4 separate regions of the Mus musculus genome follow, and regions 2, 3 and 4 are each linked to region 1. The links are chromatin contacts, called in public HiChIP or PLAC-seq and promoter capture Hi-C maps. All regions are on one chromosome and are shown on one strand. Each heading gives the region's core, a stretch centred on a gene start, on an enhancer-like site or on the middle of the called end of the contact. The rest is flanking DNA. Distances are from core to core; before and after follow the strand shown.

The links. Promoter capture Hi-C pulls out the DNA fragments that hold promoters and counts their contacts. HiChIP or PLAC-seq counts read pairs in DNA pulled down with a chosen protein or histone mark.
Region 2: a contact with region 1 is called in a promoter capture Hi-C map of neutrophils, with 3 times the contacts expected there. The contact joins the promoter of 4930463O16Rik here to the promoter of Tmem263 in region 1. A contact is called at or near these places in 8 of 39 promoter capture datasets (the C10 cell line, cranial neural crest, hippocampal neurons and 4 more) and 3 of 115 datasets of contacts at active chromatin or transcription factors (embryonic forebrain, embryonic limb bud and pancreatic cancer cells).
Region 3: a FOXA1 HiChIP or PLAC-seq map of pancreatic cancer cells shows a contact between it and region 1. The contact joins the enhancer-like site here to the promoter of Tmem263 in region 1. A contact is called at or near these places in 2 of 39 promoter capture datasets (the 3T3-L1 cell line and hippocampal neurons), 1 of 15 datasets of contacts at CTCF or cohesin (the NIH/3T3 cell line) and 5 of 115 datasets of contacts at active chromatin or transcription factors (acute myeloid leukemia, embryonic limb bud, embryonic stem cells and 1 more).
Region 4: a promoter capture Hi-C map of hippocampal neurons shows a contact between it and region 1, with 2.2 times the contacts expected there. The contact joins the enhancer-like site here to the promoter of Tmem263 in region 1. A contact is called at or near these places in 6 of 39 promoter capture datasets (3T3-L1-derived adipocytes, cranial neural crest, embryonic stem cells and 3 more).

The regions. Positions count from the first base shown.
Region 1 is chr10:85,100,511-85,104,942 of GRCm38.p6, reverse strand. It overlaps Tmem263 (transmembrane protein 263), which reads right to left and starts at 2,316. Exons shown (of 3, transcript NM_001013028.2): 1 at 1,946-2,316. Fhl4 (four and a half LIM domains 4) reads left to right here and starts at 2,448. Exons shown (of 2, transcript NM_010214.4): 1 at 2,448-2,647.
Region 2 is chr10:84,486,123-84,490,554 of GRCm38.p6, reverse strand. 4930463O16Rik (RIKEN cDNA 4930463O16 gene) reads right to left here and starts at 2,262. Exons shown (of 4, transcript NR_108059.1): 1 at 1,374-2,262.
Region 3 is chr10:85,654,214-85,658,645 of GRCm38.p6, reverse strand. Btbd11 (BTB (POZ) domain containing 11) reads right to left here. Exons shown (of 17, transcript NM_028709.2): 16 at 4,055-4,168; 17 at 1-506. The coding sequence ends at 297. Among named protein-coding and RNA genes, the nearest start is that of Gm6713, 54 kb to the left of the region's middle. Within about 2 kb of position 2,540, at least 26 of the 459 cell types and tissues checked have an H3K27ac peak or open chromatin away from gene starts, as enhancers often do. A contact at or near this core is called in pancreatic cancer cells, where this site is marked.
Region 4 is chr10:85,622,197-85,626,628 of GRCm38.p6, reverse strand. It overlaps Btbd11 (BTB (POZ) domain containing 11), which reads right to left. Exons shown (of 17, transcript NM_028709.2): 5 at 1,561-1,726. Among named protein-coding and RNA genes, the nearest start is that of Gm40731, 34 kb to the right of the region's middle. Within about 2 kb of position 1,853, at least 52 of the 459 cell types and tissues checked have an H3K27ac peak or open chromatin away from gene starts, as enhancers often do.

The sequences.
Region 1 (4,432 bases), core at 1,067-3,566:
ACTAACTTTGAGGAGTTTCAAAACTACACATATACTAGCAAGCAATGCACAGCAAGACATCACCTTGCTGGGTTTTATGCTTCTGTAGCTAACAATGCTGATCACTGCTTGTATAAAAGGTAGCTCCCGCCAACTAAATTAACAGCAAATAGACTACAAGAAAAGCACTGAGTTTGGCAACAAAGAAAAATTTATCAATGAAAGTTTTAAAATCCCACACGGCCGGGCAGTGGTGGTGCTCGCCTTTAATCCCACCACTTGGGAGGCAGAGGCAGGCGGATTTCAGAGTTCGAGGCTAGCCAGGTCTACAAAGTGAGTTCCAGGACAGCCAGGGCTACACAGAAAAAAACAAAACAAACAAACAAACAAAAAATCCCACACAAAGTGACAAATAATCGAGACTGTCAAAATAGTTTTAAGTATTTTTCTTAAAGAAACATGAAATAGGATTAAAATATTCTGCCAAGCCAGAAAACCAGTACTTCTGTCATCCTCACTAAAATACACTTAATTTGTTCAATAGATGCTGCCATTCCTACTTTGTGCCACATCTTGTTGAGACAATGAGTGAACATAAAGACCGTACTCTTAATTGTATGTCATCTGGTCCAGTAGCATCAGAATGTAGGAAAAGGGTAAAGACTCAAGGACGGAAACGGGAAAGTCAAGATTTTCCCCGAATATAAACATATATATATCAAACACTTTTGAATTTATATGTTAAAATCAATTAAACTTTTCGAATGATGTTTTCATTGAACTTTTTTCGAATGATGCTTTCATTGAACTTAGTTTCTGGTATAAGTGCTGCTATACAAAAAAAAATGAAAGTGAAAAATGAAAGCAGATGTGTATTAAGCGTTGCTAAAGCAAGAATGGAAACATACTTACCTGTTAGTGTGATAGCCCTTGAGCGGCAACAACTAGAAGTTTTAAGCACTAACCAATAGCAGATACAAATACCCACAATGTTTCCTTTTGGATTAGTAGCGTTCACAAGATACAAAAGACACAATCAAGTAAGATTTCGCTTCCTAGTCTAGGTGTTTCTAACTCTTCCCAGCAGCCCTAGCTCCCCCTCATTGATCCACCTTTAGGCACAAGCAAGTCTTTTTTTTTTTCCCCTGAGCAGAGCAGTGACGTGGCAGGAGAGGCAGAAAATGACCCTAGAGGCTGGTGCTGGCTTGGACACCTCCTTCCTCCGCCCCTTCGTTGTCCATCCAGCACACCCTAGTTCCTGCGGAATTCCAATATAAGACGGGCTTAAGAGAGACGATCCAACTTGATCCCGAGTGGCAGCTCCGGGGCTAGACTAGATGCTGCTTGTGCATGGCAGGCTCGGTTTTGGATTGAGCTTGGGGTCGGCAGTGACTGCACTGGCGGCTGCTCCAGGACTCCTTCCCCCCTGCTCCCCAGTCACTCCTTGACACTGCCAGCGCCCCTCTTCATTCCCACACCTGCGGGCTTAGAACAGGCGTGGGAGTGGAGTTCCCGATTTAGGAAGAGCAGCGGGAATCTCCGCTTGGAGCCAAGCCCTGTGTACTTGAACCCACCGGGACCGTTTATCAACAGGTCAGAAGTTAAGTGGGGCAAGGAAGCTGGGCTCCTCCTCGGATGCCCCATCTCCTCCTCCGCACCAGCCTGACACTCAAGGCAAGAGGTCAGACCCAGGCTTCCAGAGCGACTCCCTTCAACTGCAGACACCGCGTCCACAAACTCGTGGACCCACTGGGGTAACCCCATACCTCCGTACGCCCCCCAACGACTCCCGCCCATCCCCCTCCCGTTCAGTGTCCCCCCGCAAAGGGCCAGGCTGGAGCGGCCAGGCCCCGGGGTCGTGCAGGTGAGGTGCAGATGAGGCTAACGGGAAAGGGCCCGGAGTGCGGCCACTCAGGCCGACGACACCCTCCCGCCCCCGCCCCAGCCATGGGACACACTCACTCACCGCGGGGTCGAGGCCGGGAGCTGCGGCCGGGCGGAGGGAGCGGTGGCACGGAGAACAGCAGAAGCGGCCGGGGCAGCAGAGGCCCTGATGCGGCCCGGGAGTGGCTTACGCGACCTAGATGCTCTTCTCCGGCTCAGAAGTCGGAAGACTCTCGGTGCGAGGTCGGTGCGAGGCGGCGGCGGCGGCAGCGGCGGCTTCTGGCTGCGGACGTGGCGCCTGACGCGACCCGCCCCCTCCGCAGCCTCCGGAGCTCCCGCCTCCTCCCGCGCCTCGGGTTCCGACGCGCACGCGCACTCGCGCCCCCGGCCCTCCGCCCCCCCACCTCCCGCGCCCACCGGTCGCTCGGCGCGCGCAGCCCTCCCAGCAGCCCCCGGCCAGCCTGCGCGCGCGCCTCATCCGGAGGGTCTCCCCGCCCCCTCCGCCCCGGCCACCCAATCAGAGCAGGCGAGGGGGCGCTGCCCCGGCGAGGCGCGCGCCTCCGGCCTCGCCCGAGTCTTCGGCCACTCTCCGGGCTCGAGGGAACTAACGGTTATGGGGGTTTAGAACTTCTCCCCTGAGGAGGGCGGCATGCTCGCCGGTGTCTCCCTCTCCTTCGCCCAGGGGCTTCAACCTTTAGCTGCTGCCCTAAGGGAGTGACGGGCAGGGCCTCTGTCAGTCGCTCTCCCCAGGGCGCTCTGCGAGCCTGTGTCACCGAGTGATAGGGTGAGGCGAGGCCTTGCTAATTTGTGTGGGGTTTTTGTTGTTGTTGTTGGTCCACCTGGAGTCCTTGAGCGTAAACATGTCAGGTTCGCCCTCATCACACAGCGGATGCCCAAGGCCTTTCAGGGGGCCTTGAATTTTGGTAGCGAAAGAAGGTTGGTTCATCGATGTGAGAATTGAACTGGAGAGGGAGGAAAACTGTCACTTCCTAACTAGGGCTTCGTCAGGGCCCCTCCACGTTCTTGCCAGCCTTGGGGGGAGGGGGGATCCCTGGTGGGGTCCTGTAAAGTATTGAGCAGCCTAAGAAGATGCTGTCTGGGAAGTCCTCTGGGTTCAGCGTTGCCTCTGCTTCAGATGGGAAACAGGACAGTGAGCTTCCAAGGGGGCTTGTGATAGCTGCCTAGGAAGGCTGTGAGGAGGAAGCAGAGACGTGACGAAATGGCTACCTGACTAGATAATTGCTATTAGCTTTTCCTTGACTCTCAACATCTTTAAGATAAAAATGACAATAAGTCCACCCTACACTTTTGGGAAAGATAAGAAGAGAGACTGTGGGTGTAAGGGGGCTTTACTGAGAAATTATACCAAAACGTGAGATTTTTTTTCTTTTCACGACCTAGTTATCAAGTGGAAACATACACAGGACAGGGGACCTCAATTTTTAAATGAAAGTAATCAGCGTGGTGTAACTGGATAGCAAGTGTTTATCAAGTCTCAGAAAAGGGATGCTAACAGCAACAACAAAAAATCCTGAGAGGGAGCTAACCTTGGTTCAGTTCTTAAATAGAATGAACTAGAGCTTAACCGTTATCAAATCGATGAATTAAGTCCATTCAGATCACTGTGCTGAAATTATGATAATCTTGTTTTACAGAACTAAAAGAGAATGATGATTAGGAGAGTTTGAACTGTGGTATTAACTGAGTACCAATCTTTTATTGTCATAGACTCCTGAATTCTTAATAGGATTTTAATAGGTGATTTCAAGATTGAACCCTGGGCAAAATTACAATGCAGAACTTTATAACTTTCTTTCCAAATTGACTTACAGTTTTGCTAGTAATTAAGGCTATAATTCAAAGCAGTGGTATATTCTGTTTCATAAACCAATGAAGGTACCAGGGAGCTTTTGGCTCCTTCTGAACCTACAAGTACAGGTAGTCCAGTATTTCTTATAGATCTGACCCCAGTCAGTTCTTGCTGTCTCAGTTTCCTTACCTATAATAATGGAGAGAGGGCCCAGTGGTTAAGAGCACTCACTGCTCTTGCAAAGGTCCTGAGTTCAGTTCCCCACACCCACATGTCAGCTCACAGCTATCTGATGCCATCTTCTTTTTAAAAAGAACAACATCCCATTCAGTTCTAAGCCACTCTTGTCTATATGAGAATCTTAATTGAATTGTTTCTATCCTGATGCTATCTTGATTTCAGATAGCTTGGTGTAACCAGAAGGAACCTCAATGAAATCAGGCCCTATTTATTTTATAGGCTGACCTCCATTGTAGTTCTTGATTCTAATACTGTAATATCTTTATTTCTATATAATGTCTTTAAATGTCTTCAAATAATGAGTTCTTAATGCAGTAACTTAAGGCAAAACTTTCTTATACTACATTATAAATAGCTGAGATTATGACTCAGTTTAGAGTACTTGCCTAGCATGCCCCAAACTGTACCTCCATCACCTAAAACAAAAGTTAATTCTAGTTTAAGTGCCTCAGTTTTTCTCTAGTTGGTTACATTCAAAAAATTAGTTACCTTATTGATACCCTGGAGTAATTAGCAGTG
Region 2 (4,432 bases), core at 1,013-3,512, 610 kb after region 1:
TGGAGGATGGTCAAACTCCTGGTGGCCAGCCCCACATGGTGAGTCTTTCTCCACTTGCATCCCCGTCAGAAGCCATCAACCATGGAGAGCTGTGTGGGGTTGGGAGGTGGGGGTGGGAAAGCAGCATAGCTCACAAACATCAATATGGCTTCAGGCAGCCCAGCCCACAGACACCAGCATGGCCTTCAGTGGTTTCTCAGACCACAGACGTTGACACACCCCTGGCCATATCAGGACCACTGATCTACCCCAGGCCCTCAGCAGCTGGCTGCATGGATCGTGAGCGTCATGTGCTACTCAGATTACCATTTTTTTTATCCACCCCCTTCTGGGCATCATAGCCCAAGGACATCACCAAGGTGTCAGTTGGCACAAATCACATAGGTCCACATAGATCTTAGGCCTTGCAGCCTGGGCAGCAGCATGGTCCACAGACACCGATGTGGCCTCCGGTAGCATCATGGAGCACGGTGATCCTTTGAGAAGGTCTAATCCAGAAAGTAAAGCTTTCCTTATCTCAGGCCTCCGTTGTTGCCCAGAGCTAGAGAGAACCCACAGCCAGGGAGCACGTTCAGTGGCTGAGTCTGCGTGTATACAAGCTCCAGACTGCTGCACACCAGCCCGCCAACCCTACTCTCCAGTTGTCTATTTTCCCCATCTCTCCACCACATATTTGTTCAGTGAGGTGGTGCTCGCTGCCCCTACCTCAAAATAGATTAATAATAATAACTATTTGGTTTACTGTTCTAGAGACTTGGGAGTCCAAAGTCAGTGTTCTGGAAGGTTTTATGATTCTGATTCCAAAATGGCATCTTGAATGCTGCATCTTCTCTGGGAGGATGCTTGATTCACATGACAGAAGGCGGGAAAGGCAAAGGGGCAAGAAGGAGTTTATGACACCAATTCCATCTGTAAGGGGCACAAACCTTATGGTCATGTCACCTTGGCACCCTAGCTCCTAAAGCCCAATTTTGGAGGTGGGCACATTCAAACCATAGCAATGAGGTTGAAGTCCAGCTGAGAAAAGGGGCTCCAAGAAGCCCCAGCAAGTTTTATTAAAGAGGGAAACTTCATAGAGGAACATGTTTTTAGTTGTGAAGAAACGCAGGAAACCTGCCTCTGCACTTTCCGGCCACTGGTGCAGTTAGAGCCCCCTTCCTCCCCTTTCTCAGCATAGATGCCCCAGTTCTTTTGGAGAGGGCAAACAGAGAAGGCCCAGCCTGGCGCAGGAATATTGCAATTCCCCTTTTCATGGTGGCACTCCCTTCCCCCTAACGACTCCCACCCCTACTCTGGGCGGCGGGGAGGGGGGAGAGAGACGAACAAAAAAACAACAAACCCTTGCTTCTGTGTCACTCTCCTTGATAACCAACCTTTCTCAGGTGCAGAAGGCTCCTGCCCTTGAAGGGAACAAGGACCAAACATCCTTGAAATGATAAAAGGCCCATGCTTGGACCATGAAGGAAGGGCAATTAAGTGTTCCCAGACAGCTGCAACCAGTATGTAAAAATACACTAGCTCCTGATAGCTCCATAAAGTTACTTCCCAGGTCAGGAGGGTCCCCCTCCCAGCTGCATGGTTTTGCCCTGAACAAACGTTATCGGGTTTGAAGGATAGCTTTCCCTCATCACCTCCCCAGTCACGTAACCCCAAAGTTCGAGGAGCTCTGCCTATGAATATGCACGTGTATATATACTCCAAGCCCCTGGATGCGGGCATCACATCCCTAACCTGCACAGTGGGAAAGACTTTGCTCTGAGTCTCTTTAACATCGGACTTGTACTTCCTGGCATTCTTCTGGGGTTCCCGAGCACTGGGCATAACAACTGTTGGTGTTTCTGCTCAGTGGAAAGTTATCCTGGGACTTGGGAGCCCAGGAACATACACAGCTCTGAGGTGGGACAATGTCGCAAAGGAAGGACATTCTGAGACGTGGGAGCCCAGGAACCACACAACTCTGAGAGGAAACCTTAGCAGAGGGCTTGCAGCCCTTATGGAGGATATGGTTGGTCAACTGGAGTGCTACACTGTTATCAGCTCCCCCTAGCGGCTCCTCTTCTACACTGCAGGTCCCAGGGGACGTATCCCCAGCTGAGCTCCGGAGCCTCAGCCTGCTCCCATCTACCCTTCTTTGCTTCATTGCTTCTTGGCTTCTTCTGATGAGAGAGTCACATCAGGCAGCAAACATCATAAAAGAGATTTACTGGGAGGGAAGAATACAGGGCGTGGAGAAATGTACATGAGGTTGTTACCTATGTTTCCTGGAGAAGACAGCAAGCAGGGATTATATAGGATTTCTTAGGGGGTGGAGCTTTCCAAGGCAGAGCTTTCCTGGGTGAGGATTGGTGGGATTTCAAGACCTGAGCTTGGGGGAGCTCAGGGATTGGTGGAGTTTCTTACTAAATAATAAGTGGTATTTTTTTCTTGTGGGGAGGGGCTTGGAAATTCTCCTGCCTCAGCGCTGGGAATGACAGTTACAGCTGTTAGAATATGACCGTTAGGGTGGGCCGTTAGAGAAATCTGGGGGATGGGCCCTGGTTGCTGGAGGTCCTCAAACCTGCCTTGAGGGTTTACAAAGTTGACAAAGTATACAGTTTCTAAAGTTTACAAAGGGAGTCTATGGCAAGGAAGTCCGGCTGGGTGAATAGCCAACATTCCCCTCTTTTTTGTTTACTATTGACAAAGTCAGGGGTCATAAAGGGAGGTGATATTATCATTAGACTGCTTCCTGCTGATTGGGGGCATCGAGTTCCTTGGGGGCAAGTTTGATCTTTCCCATCAGGATATAACCAAATGTCACAGGCCTCTGACATCAGAGCTAAGGGCTGGAAATTTTGGAATAAAAACTGATTAAATGTCTGGTTAGAAATCTTTTGGATCGAGACAAGAAGTCTATAAGACAAAGTGGGATTAGTAGGATTAGGAAAAAGAGGAGAAGGGGAACGAGAAGGGTAGTAGCCAATTCCATATTGGACTGTTGATGATCCTCTGGCCAGAGGCATCAGGCGAGAGAGAGAGAGAGAGAGAGAGAGAGAGAGAGAGAGAGAGAGCAAGAGAGCCAGAGAGCAAGGGGGGGCTTTTGATACCATAAAGCCCACCCCAAGTGCCACACTTCCTCAAACCAGGTCATACCTTCTAATCCTTCTACTCCTTTGAGAGAATTCCACTCCCTGGTGACTAAGCATTCAAATATATGGAGCCTATTAGATCTGTTCTTATTTGAACCACCACAGTGACCCCAACATAGAATGACTAGGAAAGTCTGTCATAAACAATGGATTCAGATATCAGCTAGAGGAAGAATAGCCTCCAGGGTATTATAGGAGGGCAGTTCCATTAATAACAGAGGCTGTGGAGAGGAAGCCCTCGTGGCGTTATTAATCGGTGGAAAGCCTTTTTCCTTTATTTGAATGGAAAGTCACAGAGGCACGGGGCAGATTTTTTTGTTTTTTATAAATGACAACTCCAAACACGGGGGTGGGGCAGGGAAGGGGGTTGGAACCTTCTGATCTTCATGTTGTAACTCCAGGGTTCATGTACTCACAAGCTAGTTTTCAAATCTCATGCCTTAGCCCTTGTGGGTCCCCAGCTGTCAGAGCTTGGAAGTCTTGGTGACTTTTTGAAACTCCTCCTGTGGTCAGACCCAGGAGTTCTCCCAGTGTTGGCAACCTGTCTCCTGCAATTACTGCCCTCGGCCGTCTTTTGCCTTCTTGGCCACTCATTGGGTCAGGTCTCCTCAGTTCTTCATGGTTTGGTCTCTCCTCATAGGCTTGGCTCCCAGCCATTCTGCAGATCTCTTTAGCTACCTTGGTGTTTCTAGCTCGCAGCCCAGTGAGTTGTCTGTTCTTCATGTATATCACATATGCATATCTCATATTACATATGGAATATGTATGTGCATATTCATGTATATCACATATTCCATATGTATATACATATTAATGTATATCACGATACATCCATATATCACATGTACATAACAAAGCACTTTAGATGAGGATTTACTAGGGCCTAGTTTGCAATGCCATAAGGAGGGCAGTGCATAGGAATCTAGTTTGTTCTGAAGAGAGTAAAATGAGTGTTCTTCACATGGCCACTCATACATCTATGTTGCGCTCATGGTCAGGGGAGGTGTTCTTTCCTAGACAGTTAAGGACAGGTTTGAGGAAGTCAAGAACAGCTGTGTACACACACACACACACACACACACACACACACACACACACACACACACACGAGTTATCTATCTAGAGTGGCTGTAAATAGGATGATTTAAGGGACATCAAAGCTGCCACAGCCAAAGCCAAGTCTCCAGAAACAGCCATGGCCGAATGCATTGGCCACAATTGTGCTGCTTCCTGGGAGGGGACGAGAGACTTTAGAATGCGACACCTGCGGGATATCATCACCATTCTGAAGCCGCTTCCATTGG
Region 3 (4,432 bases), core at 1,291-3,790, 550 kb before region 1:
GTCCTTGGCAGCAGGTGCCCATGGCTCCGGGGCACTGGAGGGGGCTTGGTTGCTGTGAGTTGGCCTGCAGGTTCTGGCCTCTGCTACAATCTAACCTGCAGACGCGTGGACGGTTCTTCGCTCAGGAGCACACGGAAGCCAAGTTCACTGACCGGAGAGTAGCTGAGGCAGTGGAGGCAGCTCCTTGGCCCAGTACAGACAGACAGACACCAGGAACAATTTTTGTGTTTTTGTGGTGCCAATGCAGAAGGGAGCCAGAAACCTTGCTCCTGGGGACCATTGCCTCGTGGGGCGTCTCATACCACGGAACCCTTGGAAGACGACAGGTGGATAGACTGAATCCTAATGGCCAACGTCCTCTGTAGGTCCTGAAGCACATCCTGGCCCGCCCCTTCGCCATTTTTGTCGTACAGGAGCTGCTTGAACGCTTCGTTTTCAATAAGGACCATCATATTTTTAAGAAAGTAGCCTTCACAGTACGCCGAGAGCTCTGTCACCCCAAGGAACTGTGGGGAGAGGGAAAGGAAGCAGGTGGTTACTGAGATAAAGATGGCGGACATTCACTCCACCGCAGCAGCCTGGTGCTTCGTTCAGCCCATCCTCCTATCCCCCAGCTTTAGAATGGGTGAGGTAGCTGAGGACCACTGTTTAGGACTCTGTGGTCTTCAAGGAAACTGAGCAGCTGAAGCACCAGCCAGAGAACTGGTATTCTGTCAGATACCTGCACATACAGGCACAGAATTCAGGCTGGGAGAGATGTCAGCACTGAGCTCACCCCATTCAATGTGAGTCCTGCTCTTGGGCATCAGAGAACAGGGCCTTGTTGTTGAGGTTTGGTCTATTGCTATGCATAACAATGCTTAATTCTGTATCCCAAGGTCTAGCTGCCTCATGAACCCTCACACATGCCAGCTTGTGTTGTGAAAATCTTGCTCCTTAATGTAAAACTATTGGTTAATAAAGATGCCTACAGCCTGTAGCTGGGCAGAAGAGAGGTAGGAGGGGCTTCAGTTCCTGGGCTTGGAGTCTGAGGAGAGACCACAAGGAGAGGGAGAAGAGGAAGGAGGAAGGCATCATGGCGTAGATGGATCATGAGGGACAGCCTGTTGGAGTAGGAACACGGCGAGTGATGTCTCGGGATTACCAACAGGGAAGCAGACAAACTAGCAGAGAGGACTGATATCTGCCCAACTGTCGTTTTTAAAGGCTTATTATAAATATAAATGTTTTGTGTCTTTTATTTGGGAACTAAGTCTCAGGTGTGGTAGAAACCCCCAAATAATATTTACCGCAATACCTCATTCTACAGATAGGGAAACTGAGGCTCAGAGTGGCCCTTGGAGCTTGCTTTGTAGATAAGTGTCATGCCACACGAGTTAGTATCAATGAAAAGTAATGTAATGCAACATACTTACATTTGTTATAGCTGCTAACATTAGCTGAATGTGGCTATAGATCAGCACCTTCTTATCCTCTCCGCACAACCAATTAACAGGTCCACACGGGACTGAAACTCTCATCTCTCATCTCTTAGACAGAGACTTATAGACTACAGCTCCCCCACCCCCTACCCCACTGTTAAATTTAGCTCACAATTTGTTTTATAAATAAAGTTTTAATAGAATACAGCCACACTGTTGGTTATCTGCTTGTGCGTGATTGTTTCTACACTAGAGGTGGAATCAGGTAGGGGCAAACAAAATAAAACACTAAAACAAACCATCTCTCCTCCCAAGCCTGCGGTATTGCGAGCAAAGTTGCCGATGATTATCTGCCGCTCCGCAGAACATGCTTGCAGCTTATTGTCCTGTTACATCTTCAAATGCTGAGATCGTGCCTTACTAATTTCTTTTCTAAGATGAGGGTCTCACATACTTGGCTGCTGAATTCCAACTTTCTCTGTGGCTGAGGACTGTCTCCACCTTCTGATCCTCCTGCCTCTGCCTCCAGAGTGTTGGGATTACAGGAATGAGTCACTGGGCCTAGAATGCCTTACCGATTTCTTTATTACATTCAGATGAGTACGATCCTAGTCATGAAAACGTAGGTCAATAAGCCCTAGAGGAGGACACTCCTGTGTTCTTTCCCTCACAATACTGGTACCGTGACTGAGCCTTCCCGTATTTGATGAATCAGCTTGTCTTCTTTTTCAAACACAGACAACCTGAAAGGGCCATCAGAGGCTCAACCCTGAGCAGTCAAGACAGCGTCTGGGAAGAAGAGATGCTAAGAGATGCTAAGAAGAGATGCATCAAAGGGCCAGGTTTCTCATCTGTCTAAATGCCATAGCTGTCTCAAGTACTTCCCTGAAGCACAGAGGATGCTGGGGACGTCCCTGTGAACACTTGGAACCTGGCTGTTTACTCTAAGTGTCTGTAGCAACTGGTGCTTCCCTGCTTCTTATTGCTCTACAGTCAACCCGCAGCACAATCTGTCAGTACAAGAATCCCAGTGGCTGGGGATCATCTGTGGAGGCTGCACCGTCCGTAGCTGAGAGGAGTAGTGTACACACAGGGCAGGAAGCAGCTGGCCCTGCCCTTTCCCACATGCAAATATCACAAATGGCAGATGTTAATACTGGCACCACTCCAGGATGGGATCTTGGAAGTGGAAGCTGATGTCTGTCAAAACAGAGGCCCTGGCCACAAGGGTATAGTAGGAGGCTGCTCCCCTGTCATGGGTGCTCTTGGCCTGTATTCCCTGCTGGGACTCACATGGCATCAGTTTTCATTATTACATCAGGGCATGTGCTGCTGACGGAACATGCTAAGGACTCTTAGGATACAGACAGGACTCAGCCAAGGTGGAAAGCCACAGAAAAGCTACCCACAGTGATCAAACGGTCATGGTTAAGGGAGGAGAGGAAGAAGACACTGGTCCTCTTCCTGAGCACAGAAGGTCTCTCTGGGTAGTGCCACTATGCAAAGCAACCCATTTAAGGTGAAGACAAATACTGCTTAGTTGGGGTTCAGGTAAAAATTTCAGTCTTCAGGGTCAAAGCAGAAGGATGGAGAATTCAAAGCCAGCTATATAGTGACTCTCTCAAAAAGAAAAAGAAAAATGCTTAGATTCTTAGGAGCCAGATTTGGGTGTAATCCACACTAACCAGAATATCATGTGAATATGAGAGAGAGAAAGAGCACAGAAACAGGAAGGAAAGTGGTAGTTTGCATAGTTTGCCTGAGAAGTGTCCCCCCACAGTTTGGGGCATTGGAGCACTTGGTTCTCAGTTGGTGGCACACTGTTTGGAAAGGTTTAGATGATATAGCCTTGCTGGAGGAAGTATGACATTGGGGGCAGGCTTTGAGATTAAAAGCCTCACACCCATTCAAATCCATTTTCTTTGCTTTGTGTTCGCTGATTGAAGATGTGAGCCTTCAGCTTCCTGCTCCTGCCATCAAGCCTGCCTCTTGCTGCTATGCCTTCTTACCATGACAGACTCTTATCCGACTGGAAGCCCAAATTAGCCCTTCCCTCTATAAACTGCCTTTGTTGTGGTGTTTTATCAGCAACAGAAACATAATTAACACACACTTGAACTTACACTGGAATCAGGAACACCCCTCACCCCCAATTTTTGGCTTGATAGATGCGACTGCCTAGGAACAACCTCTCTCCCCGCCCCACCTCCCAAGTTTCTGGTTTGATAAATCTGGGGTATGATTTCCTAATAAATTCCTTGTGCCTGCTGTTGAGTTGGAGACCACATTTTGAGGCCCACCGTTCTAAAATCTTCTATTCAAGATTACTGGTTAACAGAGACATCAGCTAGTGCCTGATTAGGAAGCAGAGTTGAGAGCCCAGTCCAGGCCTGAGGAATGAGTCTGTGATGTAATTCTTGTCACTGAAGAGTGAATGACACTCTTAAAGAGACCACTGTTGCCTAGCGTACCTTCCAGTGTACAAGGAAGAAACAAGGCCAAAGAGATAGCAGATCTGAAGCAGGGAAGAAAACCCCTTGGGTTGAGGACATAACTGAGCAGCAGAAACAACTGGCTGATGTGTGCTAAGGCCCAGAGTTTAATCCCAAGCAACATAACACAGGGGGACCTACCTTGGCGTGGCTGTAGATATCCACACAGTTGTCAGTATTGATGCTTTTTGCACAGATAATCTCACAGTGTCGCTGCAGAGCCTCCAGCTGGAAAAATTTAGCAGCAGACAGAAGCTAGAATCCACAAAAAGGGCTGTTAGAGACAGGGAAGGGGCAGAAGAAAGAGCAGCCAGACTACTGGAGTGAGCCCCTGTGATGGTATGAATGAGAACTATCCTTCATAGTCCCAGGCATTTGAGCATGTGGTCCCCGGCTGATGACACTGTCTGGGGGGGGGGGGGGGGGAAGCGGGGACGGGGACGGGACGACAGTTTAAGAGCTGAGGCTTTGTTGGAGGAGGCACACCACAGGAAGCAGGCTTTGAGAGCTGAGGGCCTT
Region 4 (4,432 bases), core at 604-3,103, 520 kb before region 1:
GCATCACAACCAACAGGAGGAAGGGGTGGGGCTCTCCATCCAAAGGGCTGTGAAGGCAGTTATTTGGGAAGATATTCATGCTACAGCCTTGTCTCACACTATACACCAGTATAACAATTTTTTACTAGAGATAGTCAGAAAGAATTAAAATTGTAAGCAATGCCAAGTTGGTTTCTGCCCCTGTCTCTAGGCAGAAAGGGGATGAAGTATAGCATACATGAGAGGGGCTCTAGCACTGCACATCGCTGTGGAACTGAAAACTTTACGGGCAAAATTCCAACGTCAACGACAAACTGAGATACCTTGGTTCCACTAAAGGACTTCGTGCCCTGATACAGGAAGAATTCCTCTAAGAAAACAAGAAAACAGTAAAAAATGCTGATAAAAAGCAGGCAAAAGGAAAGTGGACTAGCAGGGAATACATATATAACTAGAGGTGTGCAAAGACTAGTCAGACTCCTAGGGGGAGGGGCAGTACTGAAGACTGAGAATTCAGGAAAGGCTGGTACATTTGAGACACTTCTGTTTTAAAGAAACATTTCCCCAAGGAAATAGAGATTGGAACAAAGATTTGTGTAAGTGTGCTTAGCTCAGCACTAGTCACAAACACTTTAAATATATGATGGGGGAAGGATGGTTAATAAACAAATAGTAATCACTTTATAGAGACACTAAAAGCGACTTAAAAAAGAATATTCATTGACATTGTAAGGTATCTGGAATGTAAAATACTGAAAAAATAAAACAGATAAATAAGTCCCTGGTTTTAAACATACAAGATACACATGATTGTGTACTGAGGATCCCTGACGTTGTCCAAGAAAGTGATTAGCTGTCATTATACAGTCCCTTCTATTCCCTTCGTGGGAGCTCTTTGCAAGAGCTGCCTGTGGAAGAAACAGCCCCATCTGTCCCTTGTAACAGCACTCAGGATTCACACTGAGAATGGCTGTCCATTTGCACGGTCTATGACACCACCACATCCCCAAAGTCCCCTCTGTGACTTGTGGTTGCCTCTCATGGCACCATGTTCAGAATCTGGTTGGTGCTGCCCTATCTGAATGTGCTCTAGGGTCCCCAGACTGACTTTGGTGTCTTTAAACACACCCACCCTAAGAGCACAGTGCGCATGGCCTAGATCTGTCTGGAGCCAACAGCAGACTGGCAGAGAAAAGCCTTTAACATGCCAGTAAAGAGACTTGAAGGTTGCAGAGTCCTAAATACAAACGATGGCCAACCTAGGGGCTCCATCTCCTTTCTGGAACAGGTCTGGTTTTCATTCCTTTTTAAATTTCAGCTGCGACAATCATGTGAGATTTCCATAAAGATGGGCAAGTGTATTTTTAGAAAATTAAAACCAAACCAAACCAAAAACCCCCAAACACTAAGAGAGAGAGAGAGAGAGAGAGAGAGAGAGAGAGAGAGAGAGAGAGAGAGAGAGAGAGAGGCAGGGGAGGGGCATTAATTTTTTTAATCGATCAGCAGAGGGAGCCTGTGTCCCGTCAGCTGCTCGCGCCCAGGCTAAGCACGGGAGGAGATGAGGTCCAAGCAGATTGGTACCTGTTCGCTCATGGTGTTGATTCCATCCGGCCCCAGCAAAGACACTGCCTGCTTCACCAGGTCGGTCCGTCCACAATTCAGCATCCGGAAGCCCAAGTCCTGCTTGAACTTGGCTTCGATGGCCACGGCGTCCAGCTTCCGAGAAGCACAAAAGCAGTCGTCCGCCCTGAGGGGTGGGGAGGGAGAGATGGTCACGTGGGTGCAGCCGCTTTTCCCCCCAGGATCTGGTCCCTGAGATCAAACGTCTTAGCAACCCCCACCGAGCACCTGAGATCCTCGCGGGCTTTTCCTAGGTTTTTGCCTTTTCTAGGTTTCCATTTAAAAGAACTGCCTCAGCCTGCACGGGTGGAGCACTCTTTACTCCTGGAACTCGGGAGGCAGAGGCTGATAGGTCTCTGAGTTCGAGATCAGCCTGGTCTATAACGTGAGTTCCAGGACAGCTAGGACTACATAGAGAAACCCTGTCTCAAAAAACCCAACCAAACAACTGGTGTCTCACTCCGCGCCCGCCCCCCCCGCCCCCCCCCCCCCAATTTCTGGCGGTTCTAAATCCTGTCTTTACTGAGCTTAGGTGTGGTCCCTCAGTGTGCCAGTAGAATCCTCAGCTAAGAATCATTTCATTATGCAAATATTTAGGCATTTTTTAAAAAAATAGGTTAGGTTCTCTGCTGAATGTTTTATCTGAGTTGTTACATTCGGGTCCCACACAATAGAAGGCATAATTCCTATGGGGGGACTGTCCAAAAAACAGGAATGAGGAATCTTTCTGAGGCTACCCCATCTATAAGTGATAGCTTGGATTTGAACCAGAGAAGCATGTGTGGAGAACCCGTCTTCGGATCTTCTGTGCCACTCTAGCTCCCGAGTGCAGAACCTACTGCTTTCCTGTTCACTTGACTGAGCCCTCATACTTGGCTGTGGACTTCTGAGCAGGCATTTGCCTGGGTCCATTCCAGTGACAGAGGAGACAGGGGGCATTAAGACAGGAGAGTGGACAGAGCTCAGGATGGACTCTCTCCTTTCAAAATAGAACAAGCTGGAGAACTTGCTAGATGAAATGAGAGATGGCAAGGTGCTTCAGCAAGCCACTTCAGGGAGCAAGAGGCTAGGCCAGGAAACGAGGGAGGAAACCAATGAGAGAGGGTGATACAGGCTTCATGTTGAAAGAATGTTAGTACCTTCTCCCAGTCCCCATGAACTGGTCAATAATCACTCAACAATAATCAAGCAACAATGTGTTGATTGAGTGCCTGTTAGGGTCATGTCAGCAGCCCTGCGCTGGAAGCCCACAGTCTGGTAGAAGACAAGCATGAAGACAGTCCGGAGAAGACAAGCATAGGCCATATTCTCATGTATCTCATACAAGTATTTAGGGTTCGGTGGTTCTCTCTCTAAATAAAAAATGTTATGAAACTATAAGCCCCTTTGCACCACACACAGCCTAGGGGAGCCTAGGCTTCCTCGGAAGGTGGCCCTTGAGCTGTGGTTGTAGGTATGGGGAGAGGAATGGCAGAAGACAAGAGCACTCTGTGCAGAGCCAGCAGGAGCAAGGGTCCAGGTGAGACATGGCAGGGTATTTGAGGCTATCCACAGAGCCCAGTGTTTCTAGGGCATTAACCTCTGGGCAATCTGTGCCAGTTGCTGAGAGAGGAGGGGCAAGACCACAGAGACCCTTCAGCTACACAGCTGCCTGTGTGGTGGGAGAGGATGGAGGGACCCCAGGGCCTGGCTTCAAACATGACATTGACATCCTAAACACTGAATGGAGCTGTGCCTTACAGCTTCTCGGTCCAGTACGCGTGGGCTTTGAACTTGTCAAGCATTGCCAGATTAGGCAAATATAAATGCTAGATCAAAGGTGCGTGGGGCATCTTTATACCAAAGCTTTATTCATTGTTTATCGAAGATGGAAATTTAACTGGGTTTCCTCTTTTATCTTTTGAAGGGCAGAGCTAAACATGCAGAGAAACTCAGGATCCCTCACCTTTAGTGTGGCGGCCAACTTCATCCTAAGGGCTAATGGTCCCCACATCTGCCCAAGGAGACATTGTGGCATCAGGGTAACAAGGCAAGACCCCAGAACACAGATCACAGAGGCCTCCAGGGGGAGTAAGTGTGAATCTATGCATGTTAGTCTAAAGTACACGTGCATGCGTGTGTGTGCATGTGTGTGTGTGTTTAAATCTCTGGGAGTCATCCGACTTGATTCATTGCATAAACAACCTTTCTTCTGCTAGATGCTAGCAATGTTGGAAAAGGCTGCTTTGTGGAGTCGCTTAGTTCCCATCCCGGGGAAAGATCTCGAACATTGGAGGAGGGTCAGGGAGTGTGGAAGACTGATTTTGTGGCAGGAAATGGCTGTTACACCTGTATTCATAGTAGCTGTGATTATTGGTTCAAGATCTGTACAACCTGGGACTTGTCAACACTTCACATGGGATACGGGTAAGGTTTCAGGAGGACCCACCATTCTCTGAGGGCAAATATGTAATTAACAGTTTCTGGGTAGGGGCTGGGGAGGGAGAAATTTTCACAGTGATGTAGCCATTGGTAATGTGGCCACGCTCCTGTAAACAACTCTAACAAGACTCACTGGGTTATTAAAAACAGAACAAACACCATGGAAACAGAAGAGGGGTTGTTTGGAAAGAGGGAGGGGCTTAGCAGTGGGGGAGGGGCAGAAGAGTGACAGAGTTGGGGATATGATCAAAATATATAATTTATAAGTATGGAAAATGTCATGATGAAGTCCAGTGTGTATAACTGATATCCACCAATAACGTTTTCAAAAAGGAGTTCCCATCTAGGGTTAGAGATGTGAGTGATCTCGGTCACAGGAAAACCCACTGACTCGTTTCCTCTTGCTTGTCCG